Linked DNA regions of Hordeum vulgare: region 1 is linked to region 2. Evidence: chromatin contacts called from public Hi-C data. All regions are on one chromosome and are shown on one strand. Each heading gives the region's core, a stretch centred on a gene start, on an enhancer-like site or on the middle of the called end of the contact. The rest is flanking DNA. Distances are from core to core; before and after follow the strand shown. Region 1 holds the start of LOC123427482 (WD repeat-containing protein 44-like). Region 2 has its middle 100 kb from the start of LOC123427482.

Region 1 (4,273 bases), core at 1,667-4,166, 100 kb after region 2:
AAAGTTGTAGAATATTGGCATGAAACAATAAAAAATTATAGATACGATGGAGACGTATCAAGTAGCTGCAACGCTTTCTACTTTCCAGCGCTACTAATAGGCTCCTACCTATAAGTTTTTTCCTAGTAGTGTTAACTTGTCTCTCTTATATTACCGGATGTGTCCGAACGCTTTTACGGAGAGCACCGACTCTCCCCTCATTTGTATCTGTCCGTAGCCATAGTTCTCATATACATATCCTCGAATCTATACACACAAGCATACAACGTAAATCAGCACACATACTTTCACACTTCAAATTCCTTCCTCTTAAAAGAGTCAACTCCGCTGGGTTCCCTAAATTCCCAAGAAATCAAGTGGGATCGGAAGATCGTTCTTCATTAGGAATGACCGGGCGTAAAGGGCATGTGTGGTGAATCAAGTCGAAAGTGCAAGTCGTCACAAAGGGACGAAATGCTCTCGAAACCAATTCACTTAAGTGAGACGGAGGAGAGTGGAATTTCGTGTGTAGGGTGAAATACATAGATCTACGAAGGAACTCCAAAAGCTAAGTCATCCCTCAACGAAAGAAAAAGGTCAACATGCTAGGTTTTACTACTATTACTTGAAATGCATTTGGATAATATTCTTTTTCGATTGGGTATGGCTTCACCCATTCCTCGGGCCCACTAATTAGTCAACCATAAGCATACTTTAGTTGATGGTAGTTCTCTCAAACCATAATGAAAACATAATTCTTTTTTTTCTTGAAGACCAATACAATATTGCTCCTTTTTCCATAATTGATATTTTTTAAGATTACTTACGGATTTAGGTGTTTTTTTAGTGAGTCCTCGAAAAGCTCCCAAACGATATTTTTTTAAACACGGTCCTCAATAACAGGACATGAAATTCCTTTTCTAATTTATAGTGGTTTGACTTCGTTGATGGTATATGGAACTTCCGTCTAGCGAACTCGACCTTAGGCAGGAAGTTCTTGGCAACACCGACGATCTTAAATCCACATAAAGATGTTAGCTTTGAGATTTCCCGAGGTTTCATTCCGTATCATACAGTTCATACATAGTTTGGATATAGCATGGGGGATTTCATCATACATATCATCAGACTATAAAAAATGGTGACCTGTTTTACTAGTTCATCATAACTAGAGTAGGATTGTAGATATGGAAAGTTCACTGACGGCCACCCTTTCCCTTGCCCTTGTCCTCTTTCTCGTAGCAATAGTGTTCAAACACAACATAGGGGTCAAGGCGGATCTACTCGGTGAAGGAGTTGGATGTGTTTGACACAACAATAGTCATGTTATTGTCCCGAGAAAGGCCGACATGAGAACGAACAGCCAAGGCTTTCTCCACCATGAGGGCATGGAAACCCATACTTGTTAACTCTGTAAAAATATTTCTAGTCGTTATTAGATGGTCTATGAACCCGCTTGCACCCTTTCTTAGGCCCTGTTTCTTTAAAAAGTCATAGGACTTTTTTTAGTCTCAACTAAAAAGTCTCTAGTCCCTACCCGTTTATTTTCAAGGACTAAACATGGACTATAGGTCATTAAATGACATGCAAAAAGACCATGTTATCCCTAGTAATATACTAGTAGTTATTAAATGACATGCTAAAAGTAGGGGCATTGTTGGAAACAGTGTCAAAAAAGTCCTAAAAAGTCCCTCCCATAGGGACTTCTTTCTTTAGTCCCAATTATTCCATTTTAGTCCCTAAAAGTCCCTATTGTTTCTTTTTAATGGGACTAAAAGGGACTTCTTCCTTAACTGTGTAAAAATATTTGTACGCTGCCTCACAATACATTGGAGGGCTTCTTAGGAAAAGAAAAGGCCAAACAAGCCGTTGCCGTTTAATAATTACAGAAGATTTCCGGCGGTGAAAAAGAAGTTTTACACACTCCCGAGCCCTGACAGTGCGATGCACGAAGTAGTCTCCACGCACATCAGTCCCGCCGGAGCAACGCAACAAGGAAAAGATCCGCGTCAGGCAAGGGTTACACGAGCAAATCGGCGTGATGCAACAGCCGTTCGCAGTACTACCACCACTACGCAGAGGTAGCGGCAAGGCCCTATACCATAGACCCAGGCCTACGAGCAGTAGACGATTAATGGCTCACGCAGACGCCGCCAGTACTGTACCCACCCCCACTTTCATTTTATCCGAAAAACGTCAAGCAAAAACGAAGCAAGGACGTCGAAAAGAAAAGGAAAAAGGAGAAAAAGAAGCCGGCGGTACTAGCATCAGTAGTAGTATTACTACTATTAGCGCGAGCGCTTGACCAGTGGCGCTGCGCCAGAAACGTCCAGACACTACACTCAGATAGATAGATAGATAGACAGATTGATAGTAGATAGGGAACCACCGAAAAACCCAACAAGTCAGCGGGCAAAAGCAAATTCGCAACACCGACACCGCAATTGATGCTGCTAATCGTGTATGTAGTATCTGAAATTCTGAATACGATGCCATGCTGCTAATAATATTATTTTCGACGCGATAGAAATGATGCTGCTCCGAGTCTTGGTTCTCCTCCTGGAGTCATGGTGAAGATCCTCTGTGTGCAGTGGGGGGTTACCGGGGTTAACGAAACTCTGAATAAATAAATATAATAAATTCTTCATAGCAGGAAGTATTATTTTTTTGGCGTGCTGGTTCCAAATCTGGCGATGGTGATGGGGACGGAGGACAGGCCGGGGCCGGGGCCGGGGACGGGACCCCATCGCCTCCCTCCCTCCACGTCCTAATAAATCGCTCCCATCTCCGATTCGCCCAACCCCCTTTTCTCTTCAATCTTTCCGCCGCCCCGTCGATTCCATTCCATTTCAATCCTCCATCCATCCGTCCCCGTTTGCGCCATGCTGCCGGCGCCGGCGCCGCTCCCGCGCCCGGCGACCACCACCACCCAAGAACACGCGCCTCGCGCCGGCGACCACCACCACCCAAGAACACGCGCCTCGCCGCCGCTGCTAACCGGCCGATACCTTCCTTCCTCCCTCCCTCCCTTCCTCGGCCTGCAATTCCCGCGCGCCAGTTCCGCCTCCCCTTCGTTCGGCCCAGGTGCGCTTCCCCTCCCGCGAGTTTTTCTATTCCCCTCCCCTCGGCAAAATCCTTTCGAGATATGTGTCGCCCAATTCGTCTCACCGCCCGTTCCTTCATCAATCAAGAGGAAAGGAAGAAAAAAAAAAGGCTTCTTGTTTCTGGTTCGTTCGCGCAGCGCTCGCCTTCCTCGCCCGGCTCTCCGCTTTAACAATGGGCGAGCGGCTGGCTGGTTGTTAACTTGGCGTCGCCGCGGCCAGATGCATTGCTCGGGCGCGATTTGGCCACGCGAGGCCCGGGATTTCATGGGAGATACGGGGGAGTTGAATACTTGGGATTTGGTGCTCTAATTTTCTTTATTAGCTCTGATGATGATGATGATTAATCGCGCCGGTAAAAAAATAATCTTCCTCGTCTCCCCTCTCGCGCCCGTCCGTCCGTCCGCGCTCTCTTTCTCGTCCCCGGTTGCCGCCGAGGCAATTCAGCGCACACCGGCCGCTTTACTCCCCCCCTCCCTCTACTCTCCACTGTTTGTTATATAAGCGCGTGTCCGCGCGGCGCTCTGAGATGTGATTGTTTGTTTCCCCACTGTTTCTTATCTGCAACTGTATTCTTGCAGCCCTCGTGCCTGCCCCAGCAACAGCGATCCATCCATGGAGTCGTGCCAATTAGTACGGGCAGAGGAGGCCTCTGGTAGCGGCAGGATGGAGGCGGAGGAGGAGGCCTTCTTCGACACGTGCCAGGAACTGCTGCCGTGGCCGGCGCCCAGCCCGGCTCCGGCATTGCCGTGGTCATCGGGCGGCCTCGACAGCGTGCGAGACAGGAAGGAGCGCTTCTTCAGAAGCATGGGCCTCGAGTGTGGCCCGAGCCCCAGGCAGGCGGATCCCGTGACTGCCGCGGGCGAGGTGGAGAAGAAGCACGAGGAGGAGGCCGTGCCGGAGTCTGGGAGGTTGTCGTCGCACTCGGAGGACAACGACTGCTCCATGTCGAGTTGGTCCACGGAGGAGACAACCAGCTACGACGAGGGCGGCGCGTCCGACGACAATTCCGTCGGTGGATCCAGCAAGGATGATGGCAGCAAGGTCAGCCGGAGCTCCAGTTCGTTCTCGTTTATCCGGAGGCTTATGAGCCGAAATGGCAAGCCTTCCGGTGCTCCGAGGACAGTTGAGAGGAGGAGAAGCGGATGGCTGGAGAGGCTGGGCGTGGCGGTCTGTGCTGTGGATCATGGGGC
Region 2 (4,307 bases), core at 1,085-3,584:
ATTGTTCTCCAAATTCGAGAAATGTTTTTTCTCATTAAAAATATATTATAGATTTCAAATATTTACCGTTTTGCACAAACATTTATAACTTTATAAAATGTTCAGGTGTTTCAAAAAATGTTTGCTATTACAAAAAATGTTTGGTATTTCAAGGAAATGTCTGTAATTTTTAAGAAATTTCCAGAATATCAACAGTTTGTTTTAGAAACCAAGTTTGCGTTTAAAAGTTGTTCTTAATTTCCAAAAAATATTCTTGCTTTTAAAAAATGTTGAAATTTCAAAAAAATGTTCTTTATCAAACTTTGTTCATAAATTAAGAAAATATAATGGAATTCAAAATTTGTTCTTTCAATTCAAGAAAATGTTTTTTTGGTATAAATTCGAAAAGAAAAGAAAAAACGAGCCGCAACTAGCGGCGGGTAGGAGCTCCCCGATCCCAGGTCACTAGTTGGTTGTTGACCATGACAGTGGGCTACTCATTAGGCTATTTGACTGATAATTTTTACAAAAATATGTTCATTTTTTAGAAAATAAAATAATAATTTCGAAAACGTGCTTACATTTGAAAAATCAATCATGAATTTGGAGGGGGGAATCATCAATTTGAAAAAAAAATTGAAAAAACAAATAATTTATTTAAAAACAAGAATCTGGAAAACAATGTTCATGGTTTGGAAAAAAACCTTAATTTTTTTGATGATTTTGAAAAAAATACATCAATTTAGAAAAAGAGTTCATCGATTTTGGAAAGTTAATTTTTTTCAAAAAGAGTAATCAATTTTGAAAAACTCTTTAACAAGTTCATGTATTTGAAAAAGATTTCATAGATTTAAAAAATCACAATTTTCAGAATATTTAATTGTTTTTAAAAAAATCATCAATTCTGGAAACAAAACATTTTTGGAAACATCAATTGATTTGGAAAAACGTTCTCGTATTTAATAGTAAAAAAATCGTCAAGTTTGACAAACAAACATCAATTTTGGAAAAAGTACATAGATTTAGAAGAACAAAAATCACAAACGTAAATTAGGTACATCAAACCTCAAAGCATGAGGTCACCGGTTTGATTAGCAGGACACTCGGCATGTCTACCTATTTCTTTGATAAGTTTGATTTTCATTTTTGGTTTCAATTCTTTTCCTATTATTATTTAGTTTCATCTACCTTTTTAATTTTTGCAAACATTTTTCAATTTTTTTTGAAATTATGAACATTACTCAAATCAACGCATATTCTCTTTGAAATCATGAACATGTTTTCAAATTTTGGATATTTGTTGAACTTATGGAGAAAAAAAATCAAATTTGCGAGCTTTTTACCAAATTCATGGACATTTTTCAAATAGATGCCGAATGATTAAATTTGTTCAATGTGTATACTAAACTTTCATATACATGTCGAAAATTTAATCTGAATATATGTTGAAAACTTCTCGAATGCACACTGAACTTTTTCAAAATGTTTGCCAATTGAAAACAAATCATGTATTCAAAAAACGATCATGAGTATAAAACAGGTTCGTAAATTACAGTGTATGGTCCACCAATTTCCTAAAAAAATCAGCAATTGCTAAAAAAATTGATTTAACAACAATGTTCATGGTTTTAAAAAATGTTTAAATCATTGTAAAAAAATATGTATCGAAGAAAATATTCATGTATTCAAAATACGGTCATGGTATTATAAAATATTGATGAATTTGGAAAATATTCTTGTTTTCAACAAAATATTCACAACTTTTTAAAAAGTTCATGATTTTCATTTTTTTTCACAATATTAGACAATGGGTACAAAAATATCAATGACTTCCGCAAGAAACAAAAATAAAATGAAAAAATAAGGAAAAATGAAGAAAAACAAAACGGTAAATAAACAAAAAGGAAATACTTAAATGAAAAAAGGGAAATGTATAAACCGGCTTTGGGAATATTGTAGAACATTTCGAAAACTGGTGGGTAGAAATCGAAATCACTTTTTCACGCTCACGTGTCGCAACGCCCGATTCCTATAAGCAAAGCGCCGTGAAAAGTTATCCATGTCGGATGCAGGGCCATGCATGTACTATCATAATTTCTTCCCTCCCGTGAGTTTCACCAATGGGCCCGCATCCTCGTACCATGTTTTCTGTCCCCTGATTTCAACACGTGGGGTGGGTGGGGCCGTCGTAAAAAAGATCTCGTGTCATGCTAAGTTAGCTTAGAATGGAAACCCCGTCGTGTCGGAAACCGAGCGTTTCAACGCGCGAGCACGAAATAGCATCCCTCGATAGAAATCCCTAAAAAGAATGGTCCAAAAAGGCGTGGATGCATTCGGTGGGTAGGAGCGAGATTTATATTAGGGGACATACACGCCAAATATGATTATGTGTCGCTCGTTAGTGACCTAGCGCGTACCACCTACAGCGTTCGGATTTCTTTTGGGCTGGCCCGTTGGGAATTGTTAACCACTATTTTTTTTTATTCCATGCTTTTCCTTTCCGGTGTTTTTTCTTTTTTCTTTTTTCTGTTTCTTTCTCTTCAGTTTTTTTCTTTTTTTCTCCCCTTCATTATATTGTCATTCCTTTTTATCTTGTTTTCAAATTTGTTATAATTATTCCTCAACCGTGATTTTTCTTTAAACGTAATGAACCCTTTCAGAAGATCTATCTTCCAAAAAGGTTCGTGATTTTGAAAAACTGTTCACGGTTTGACAAGTCTCTTCAATCAACAAACATTTTTGGCCCGATGAACTTTTTTTTATTACATATACATTCTTAAAATTACCACATCATTTAAAAATTCATGACAAAATTTTAATTTGTGATCATTTTTAAATTTCATAAAATTTATTGAATACACAAAAAACGTGAGCTATATCTGATTTCCTAAACTGTTTTGAAAATCATAAACACTTGTTGCATACGGGATTTTTAAGTAAATCCTCAAGATTTTATGGAATATATGAACATTTTATGCTTGATTGCGCATACCATACACACATTTAATAAATTTTGTGACTTTTTTGTAATAAAAATTAGAATAGAAAAGAGATCCCAAAAAGAAAAAAGAAAATGAAAAGTTCAAAATTGGAAAAATAGAAGGCCCGTCAATGGAACACAACAAATGTGCGCGATGCGTCTCCTCCAAGGGTGCAATATGTCGAATAGGACCTCCCAACGAGCTACATACGTGCCAAAAAGGAGATGCCGTATTAGGAGGAGACGCACATCGCACCCCCACGCTTGCTAGCACGCCATTTCGACCAAGGCACATGTAAAGGCGCCCTATTTTTTTACTTACCTTATGTTTCCTTTTTTCCTTTTGCGTTTCGTTAACTTTTCTAATTTTAATAGTCTGGGATTTCAAATAAGTTCCTAAAATTAAATAAATTGATAGTTGGGAAGAATGATACTTTTGCTTATTCAAAAGATGTGCATGAATTTTTAAAAATGTTTCTAAATTGAAAAAATTCAAAAAATCAATAAATATTCATAAATTGAATAAATTCTCAACATTTTTGAAAAAACATATTCAGATATGGAAAATATTTAGTATTTTAGAATAATTGTTCAAAAATTCAAAAAACTATCATGATTTAAAAAAAAAAATTAAACAATTTTGGAATAAATTGTAAACAATTTTGTAATTTAAAATTATGATGAAAATTTTATAAACTTGAAAACTTTTGTCAAAACACTTAATAAATTCAAAATAATTGATATTGAACACAAATTCCACCCTACATAGTTTTATAAATAATATTAAGCTTTTCTACAACAAAAACATTTCTTATATTTGTGAAGAAAAAATTGAATATAGAAGAAAATGAAATTCTAGTCTACGTTTTACAAGTGTAAATAATATTTGAAAGAAAGAACATTTTACTACAAACAGTATTTTAATTTTTGCAATGCTTAAAAATAATAACTAAATTATAAAGGGGAGATATGAATTAACAAAAATAGAAAAGAAAAATGAATAAATGTAAAAGAAAAATAAGCTTAGGCCTTGGCCCAACTAGGGGACGACATCGACGGGGGCATTTGTTAGACTGGCTCAAGTTGTCGCGGATTGAAAAATGTTTCATCAATTGTTAACGAATTTGAAGAAAAATTCATGGGATTTAAAAAAGTTTGTAAAAGTTAATAAGAGTTAGTGAATTTGAAAATAGTTCATATATTTGAAAGCAAAGTTTGCGATTTTAAAAAAATGAAAACACTCAAAATTGGGATTTTAAGTGCAAGTAATCCTCGGATGGTTTTGGTAATTAATAAGGAGATATAGTTCATTGAACTATTGTTTTAAAATTGTGGATATATATCATCA

What was found. Hi-C and Micro-C count contacts between places; a contact is called where the count stands out from the background.
Region 1: a Hi-C map of leaf shows a contact between it and region 2, with 8 times the contacts expected there. The contact joins the promoter of LOC123427482 here to the enhancer-like site in region 2. A contact is called at or near these places in 3 of 6 Hi-C or Micro-C datasets (leaf and seedling).

What each region holds. Positions count from the first base shown.
Region 1 is chr2H:587,565,194-587,569,466 of MorexV3_pseudomolecules_assembly, forward strand. LOC123427482 (WD repeat-containing protein 44-like) reads left to right here and starts at 2,917. Exons shown (of 7, transcript XM_045111540.1): 1 at 2,917-3,063; 2 at 3,662-4,273. The coding sequence starts at 3,696.
Region 2 is chr2H:587,463,142-587,467,448 of MorexV3_pseudomolecules_assembly, forward strand. No RefSeq gene overlaps it. Among protein-coding and RNA genes, the nearest start is that of LOC123427482, 100 kb to the right of the region's middle. Within about 2 kb of position 2,335, at least 1 of the 3 cell types and tissues checked has open chromatin away from gene starts, as enhancers often do. A contact at or near this core is called in leaf, where this site is marked.